2 separate regions of the Zea mays genome follow, and region 2 is linked to region 1. A link is a contact called in public Hi-C data. All regions are on one chromosome and are shown on one strand. The core of a region is the stretch at or near the end of the contact, and the rest is flanking DNA. Distances in the headings are between cores, read along the strand shown.

Evidence for each region. A called contact is a pair of places that touch in the nucleus more often than the background predicts.
Region 2: a contact with region 1 is called in a Hi-C map of bundle sheath, with 3 times the contacts expected there. The contact joins the promoter of LOC103630552 here to the promoter of LOC100193361 in region 1. A contact is called at or near these places in 3 of 25 Hi-C or Micro-C datasets (bundle sheath and leaf).

What each region holds. Positions count from the first base shown.
Region 1 is chr6:167,704,507-167,708,294 of Zm-B73-REFERENCE-NAM-5.0, forward strand. It overlaps LOC100193361 (Mediator of RNA polymerase II transcription subunit 23), which reads left to right and starts at 1,582. Exons shown (of 1, transcript NM_001138493.1): 1 at 1,582-3,475. The coding sequence starts at 2,879. The coding sequence ends at 3,280. LOC100501744 reads left to right here. Exons shown (of 2, transcript NM_001366933.2): 2 at 1-1,142. The coding sequence ends at 955. LOC100281237 (phosphoglycerate kinase) reads right to left here. Exons shown (of 7, transcript NM_001154156.3): 7 at 3,639-3,788.
Region 2 is chr6:167,840,612-167,844,703 of Zm-B73-REFERENCE-NAM-5.0, forward strand. LOC103630552 (ethylene-responsive transcription factor 12) reads right to left here and starts at 2,751. Exons shown (of 1, transcript XM_008651603.4): 1 at 1,463-2,751. The coding sequence starts at 2,338. The coding sequence ends at 1,706.

The DNA of each region.
Region 1 (3,788 bases), core at 332-2,831:
GATTGGCGTGAACTACGGCATGGTCGCCAACAACCTGCCGGCGCCGGAGCAGGTCGTCTCCATGTACAAGGCCAAGAACATCAGCTACGTGCGGCTCTTCCACCCGGACACGGACGCGTTGAACGCGCTCCGCGGCTCCGGCGTCGGCGTCGTCCTGGGCACGCTGAACGAGGACCTCCCGCGCCTGGCGTCCGACCCGTCCTTCGCCGCGTCGTGGGTGGCCACGAACGTGCAGCCCTTCGCCGGCGCCGTCCAGTTCCGGTACATCAACGCCGGCAACGAGGTCATCCCGGGGGACGCCGCGGCGCGGGTGCTCCCGGCCATGCAGAACCTGGAGTCGGCGCTCCGGTCCGCGGGGGTCACGGGCGTCCCCGTCACCACGGCCGTGGCCACCAGCGTGCTCGGCGCCTCGTACCCGCCGTCCCAGGGCGCATTCTCCGAGGCGGCCGCGTCGGTGATGGCGCCCATCGTCTCGTACCTGTCGTCGAAGGGCGCGCCGCTGCTGGTCAACGTATACCCGTACTTCGCCTACTCGAGCAGCGGCGGGCAGGTGGCGCTCGGGTACGCGCTGCTGTCGGCGGACGCCGGCGCGGCGTCGTCGGTCACGGACGCCGGGGTGGTCTACACCAACATGTTCGACGCTATCGTGGACGCGACGCACGCCGCGGTGGAGAAAGCCGGGGTCCAGGGGCTGGAGCTGGTGGTGTCGGAGACCGGCTGGCCGTCGGCCGGCGGCGAGGGCGCCACCGTGGAGAATGCCGCGGCGTACAACAACAACGTGGTGCGGCACGTCGGCGGCGGTACCCCGCGCCGGCCAGGGAAGGCCGTGGAGACGTACCTTTTCGCCATGTTCAACGAGAACGGCAAGGCCGAGGGCGTGGAGCAGCACTTCGGCCTCTTCCAGCCGGACATGAGCGAGGTCTACCACGTCGACTTCACGGCGGGATCCCCCTAGGTCTAGGGAGGAGGCGGCTTACCCGCTTCTTCACTTTTAGTAGTAGGCTCATCCTTCATTCCCCTGATCTACTTCGTTTTGTTGGAGTAGCAAAACTGCCGCACGTCACGTTTACTGTTTATTTTTTAATATCTTATATAGAAAAATAATATCAACATTTATTCTTTAAATAAGTTTATGTTTACTATAAATATTTTTTTAATTCATCTCATACTATTTATTACAAACTCATACGTATAGTATTGTTTTATATTTTTTGTTAAACTTTAAAATTTCAACTTCTTGGTAGATAAGATGTACACTTATTTTGAAAGAAACGAAAGTACTCGTTAGTATGTAAATTGCATGTTGTTACACGGCGTCATGGATTTGTCATTTGTCTACGCTGTTGAGCCCACTAGTACTCTACTAGTGATGCATTTGCGTTTTTTTTCTGTTCTGTTCATAGAGCACGATGTGAATCTGCTGTTGGGCTAGGAACCGTGGCCCAGTCTAGTGGCCCATCGGGCTCAGCGGTCGCATAGGGCCAGCCATGTATCCACTTCGCTTGGCACGTGTCGATGCAGTCCGTGACTGCAATAGAACATCCTGGCCAACACCGGTGAGCGAAGAGAAACGATTCCATAGTCGAAGCGTAGATCGCAGCGGAGCAGAGGTAAGTTCCTGAATCTTCCTCCTGAGCCTGCTCATCAACCCGGCAGGTGCGATCATGCGTTTGCTATATGTTGGGTTCTCCGCGTACTTCGGGTGGCTTGCCCTAGTGATTCGTGTGGACTAGGGACGGGTATCTTGCTTGGTCGCCTGAGTATCCCTCTCTTGCAAATCAAGACTCCTGGACGCGGCCGGCGTGCGCTGATTTGCAGCTTTGCTGGGAAATCGAGATAGGGAGGTGGGTGGGTCCATGGGGGTTTTCTCGATGTCTGTTGCTTAGAAAGTTAGAAGGGGAAAGGTTGGGTTTGTTTGGACGGATAGTGGCAAATCTGTTCTGTTATTACAGCGTCTTGGCGATTGGTGGAGTAGGAGAGTGCATTGGGTGTGTAATACACTAACACTGTTCTAGTCGAGACTGTAACAACTTCGCGCTGAATCCCGACTGAGCCACAAGTTCACTGAACTTTGTGGTTGCAATGGCTTTATGCTGAATTGTTATAGATTGGTACTGACCCACAATTTGTCTACAGTAGGTGCAGACTGCAGACCACCCACGTTAATAATCTGAGTGGAAATTTCTCTCCTTTTAGGTTTAGTATTGAATGCGCTGTAAATGATTTATCTCTTCAGCTTTCTAGGATTGAAGTTTATGGGCAATGTTTGTTTTCAGTTTCACTTTCACCTCAATGTGTAGTGGACGATTATCACAGTTTTGATTCACAATAAGCTAGGAATTTCTTGTTGTACTTTAACTGGTTGAATGTTCAGATCGCGTGAGAAAAAAATGGAACTGTCTCCTTACAATGAAAACCATACTCCAGTCGATATATTGGATAGCCAGCGGTTATCTAACTGTGTACTTTGACCTTGCTGTGGAGAGGGTTTTAGTTTTATTGTTCTTGAAGGAGCTAGTTTCTTTTGTTTATACGGCACTCCTCCTAGGATTCAATGATAATATGATGTATACACAACGTCACTTAGGCCAACTCCAGCAATAGCGTGCAAAACATTGTTTTGCGTTGTAGATGCACTGTTTACAGAGTGGAGTTTGAAATGGGGACTGAGATAGGGAGTGGGATAGGGAGCTGCTGGAAATTGCTAGCAGTTGGATGCTCCTTTATTCACATTCCTTTGGAACGTGGGAAATTTTCCTTTTCCTTCATTTTTCCAGTGATTTAACTGATCCCTGTGAAATTTCTGTGTTCCAAAAGTAAGCGTTTTGCTCCTGTGTGTCTTGCCTAGGAACCTCACATCTACCAATTCATTGCAGGCATGGATGGAAAGAGCTTTAGCAACGAACAGCAAGCCCAACAAAAGAACCCAGACGCAGTGACAAACAGTGTTCCGAGCCAAGGCCAGGAGCCCTTGAACACGTTTCCAGATTCAGACGATGGAAACACGAACACCGGTCCGTTGAATGGCCATGCAGCAGCTCATGTGAACATGGAAGCTGCCATCTCTACGGAGGACGTCATACGGGCTGGCGGGTTCGGAGCGAAGGATGACATTGGCAGCCTCCTCCCGACGGCAATTGATTCCACCGATTTTGAGGCCTCGCTGCGGGATGCCCGTGGTTTCGAGGGCGAGAAAGCGGCGCCGTCGCATCCTGGACTAGGGTGGAAGGGGGAGAAAGCTGATGGTGGAACCAAACTGGCAGATGTGGCGGAGCAGTGATCACGCTTTCCTCTTCTGTAGCCCAGCTCCAGCCTTCAGAAAACCTTGTTTTCTGCCACGTGTGTCTGGAGAGCTGCCCTGCGTATGAACTTTCTTTGTCACAGTGTTTTGTGTGACACATAACATTCTGTGTATGAACATGAGGATGTCGGTTCTATGCTGTCTGTCGTATAGCTCTCAATTGTGTTGGATGTCTGCGGAATGTGTAGTCCAGCATGGTTTGCTGTCTCTTTTAATCGCCTGCTGATGAGTGGCCACAGAGTTGCAATATGTCAGTGGAGCCGATACTACTTGCCCATGTTCCGAGCGCCCTGGCCTGGTGTATATGCAACACAGGGTGGACCAACAGCCAACAGGTCTGCAAAGCATCGGAATTGATCCTCTGTTATTTTCCCTTGCAATTAAATGGTTACAGGTTCTTGACAACAGAGACCGGCAGCTCAGCACAGCGTCCTGCTTATTAGATGGCGATCGGGGGGAGTCGAGACAGCGATTGTGGGCACGATGA
Region 2 (4,092 bases), core at 1,501-4,000, 140 kb after region 1:
TCCGACATGTCACATCTAAGACCCGACCTTGACATGGTGACCAAACTGGGCCAACACAGGTCTAATGAACAACGAGCAAGGCTACACTTGGGCTAGGCTAAATTGTGTATGGTTGTACCTAGTCCGACATGTCACACCTAAGACCCGACCTTGACATGGTGATCAAATTGGGCCAACACAGGTCTAATGAACAACGAGCAAGGCTACACTTGGGCTAGGCTAAATTGTGTATGGTTGTACCTAGTCCGACATGTCACACCTAAGACCCGACCTTGACATGGTCATCAAACTGGGCCAATACAGGTCTAATGAACAACGAGCAAGGCTACACTTGGGCTAGGCTAAATTGTGTATGGTTGCTTGCTCGGTGACACATGAAAGCCGCCTTTTAATCAGCGCCCGTCGGAATGATGTTCATCAGGGTTATATCGTGATGTTGTTTGTAAAATATAAAACTATGATATAATGTATTTGAACCACGAAACCGTATCATGTAATACGTTTGAACCGCTAAATGATGATATTGAATGTGATAACATTTAGGCAATCTTTTATTAAATTGTGTAACTTAAATGTGCTTTATTTACTACAAAACAAGAAGTTTGGTTTGTGATGCACTGTTGTTGATGATCGATTAATCGGTCGTATGGGCTGATAAACCATTCTTGAACCGATCAAAATAAAAAAATAGTTTAGACTTAAATTTGACCGATTTATCTGGTTTAGCCCCAACCGATTTGTAGACAGCTCACGACGAGCATGCCGGGAAACATAAGTGCGTCATCAAATATTTGTTTGAGAAACAAATAATGGGTTTTAAATTTATGTGGGTTTCTTAAGAAGTAAATTTATCTAAAAATATATTACATAGTTAATCTAATAAGAAATACTGATCGTAAATAATAATATTCTTATATAGCAAATTAAATGTATAAATTGGTTCATGCAAGCGATATCTCCGTCTTAAATAGCGACATATTTGGAAGGAAAACGCCTCACAAGTTCACAACAACAGCATGTATGGGCCTTCTGTTTTTTCGCTTCTTTATTTGAGTCTTGTATTTCAGTGCCATATTTCAGGTGCCTAAATATTAAGATAATTTCATTTAACACCTTTATAGAACTAATTAAGATAATTCAATTATTTTGTATAATTTGAACTTTATCTTTATATTATAAAATCAAAATTATGTCTTTATCTAACTATAAAAATAATTGTTACTTATCTTTGTACAAGTTGACATAGCGGTTTTTTATTCTCAAAACTGAAATTCCAAACGAAACACCCAGCAAAAAGCGCACTGCCGACGAGACACCAAACCATTTGGAAAAAGGAGACGGTGAATTTGACTATTTAAGAATAGGAACGAAGACGACAAAGGCAAATCTTCGTCTCAAGTAGCCACATGTTTCGAAGGAAAAGGAAAAAAAAAGGCCCCACAGCAAACAAAATACCCAGCAAAAAGCGCGCCGCCGACGAGACACCAAACGAACTTGTGGAAAAGGAGATGGGAACAAGAACATGAACGAATACGAGAAAGACAAGATCTCCTAAAATAGGTTCTGGTAGATATATACAACCGGAGCGATGGTCTCCACTCCCACCAGTTGATTACCCTCACTAGTCAATCCTACCACCTAGTTCAATGGTCGATGATCCCTACTCGATACTACTGACCTACCATCACCTCCGTCTCCACGTCCATTATGGAGACCGCGAGCCCAACAGCAGCGACGGCGGCTCGTTGAGGTCGAACGGGAGGGCCTTGGGCCCTGTCCGGAGCTCCAGCGCCGTGGACGGCAGCGACGAGGCGGCGTCCCCTGCCACTGCCACGAGAGGCATCGGCGGCGCCACGGCGTGGTGCAGCCTAGGCGGTGGGAGGTAGACGACGTGCCAGGGCGACGAGCGGGCGCCGTCGAGCACGCCGAAGTGGCCCGGCGCCAGCGCGGGGTACGGGAGCGGGCGAGCCTGGACGGGGGGAGTGGCGCGGGAGCCGCGCCCGGCGGCGAAGTTGGTCCTGGCCTTGGCGCCGCGCAGCGCGACGGCGGCGCGGTCGTATGCCATGGCCGCATCGACGGGCGTGTCGTAGGTGCCCAGCCACACGCGCGTCTTCCTCCAGGGGTCGCGGATCTCCGCCGCGTACCGGCCCCACGGCCGCTTCCGGACGCCGCGGTAGTGCGCCTCCACGCGCTGCTGGTCCGCTACCCCGACAGCAACGCCTCCGACTGTGAGGCCTCCTCCTCTCGGCCCACCGTCCCCGACAGCGCCACCGTGCCCTCCTCCTCCTCCTCCTCCTCCTCCTCCTCCTCCTCTCGTGTCCCACTCCATCTGCTGCATCCCCACGCACGCTCTCGCGAGGTTGGCCGGGCCGGCGGGCAGGGGGCACCTCTTTCGTTGGTCTCGGCAACGGCAACGGCAACGGCTCAGTGGTGGGAGCAGTAGTAACTCGCTCTTTATACCGCTGGCCTGGTCGCCTCACCTGAGCACCTCCCCCTCCTCCCCTCACGCACGATGGCGGTGGACTTTTACTAATGGCCGCGCCTCGTGAAACGGGGAGGTAGGTTTCTGGGGCAAGGCTTTGAGGCTGTCGCTGACCGGGCGTGGGCGCGGGCTCACGGCGTCATGAACCAGCCGCCGCGCGATTTGACGCCTTGCGGGTCCTCGTTGTGGACAGTGTGCGACTGGTCTTGTCCGGCGCGACGCGCGACTGGCGCCGTGACGCCAGCCCTACCGCAATGGCTGGCTGCCACTGCCAGAGCATGGACGCCTCGTCCAATCGTCCTGTCTGTCACCCCCACCGCCCTGCCGTACCGAGCCTGCGGACTGCGGCACGCGCGGCCGCACGACTGTCCAAAGGGATACCGCACGTCCCCTTCGGCGGCAGGTGCCAAGGTAACCCACTCGTGCATGACGGATGGGGCCTGCTGGAGGCTGGTCCCAAGACATGACTGCCCAGCCAGCGGCGGGTAGGGACGCCGCCGCGTTCCCGGGAGCGGGAGGCGACGTGCCGGGCCACGATTCGGCTGCGCGCGGTTCACGTGTGGGCCGGACGAGCGATGCCGTGTCGTGTGTGTGGGGGCAGCACAGTTCGCGGTGGGTGGAGCGGAGGACGTACGTGTGCAGCGGCGCCGCTCAACGGGCGGTGGGGCCCTCGGGCCGGGCTCCATGAAAACGGCACCACACCACGGTCCACGGCCTATCCGGTGGCCGGTGGGTGGGTGGGGCGTTTGGTACCCCGCTCCTGCGGCAGCAGCGAGAGCCGAGCGGGTGGCACGCGCACGGCACGGCAGCCCACCCAGCGCTCGTCGGAGAGGCAGCGACGGGCCTTGGGAATGCACGAGGCCTTGACTGCCATCCTGCCTTCCTGCATGGTGAGGCAGCGACGGAGGCCTGTCGAACGCTGCATCGGGAAGAGGCGTGCCGTTCAATAGCTCAAGGCTTTGGCAGAACTTGCTACGCCATGCTTTGCATTGCAGCACTGCAGCCCGACCTGACCATCAAGCATTTCTTCGGCTAATTAGACTTTCTAACTTGATTTTAATTTTGCAGAAGTTAAATAAAGGGCTTGGTTTCAATTCAAAACCAGCCAAAATCATATTTTTGCGTGGTATTTTACATAGGAAACGTATATATGTATAAGATCGTCTTCACGCACAAATGCATAAAATTAATATGAACCTTTTACCCAAAGACCTTATATAAGAAATTATAATATGGCATAGAAATTAAAAAAAAACTTACATACGAAATTCGAGAATCAAGATATAAAGAAATAATTTTTTTACAGGATAACCACACATCTAATTTTCCACAAGGCCAAATTTTAAATTCCAACAAATATATACACAAAAATACATTCATACTAAATATATGTAATAAGTATCATTAAATTAATAATATAATATAGTTTTTAACAAACATACTTGTCGGAGACCATAATTAGGGGTACCCTTAAGACGCCTAATTCTCAGCTGGTAACCCCATCAGCATAAAGCTGCAGAGGCCTGATGGGTGCGATTAAGTCAGGGATCAGTCCATACGAGCGACTCGATCACGCCTCGCCCGAGCCTCGGGCAAGGGCAGCCGACCCC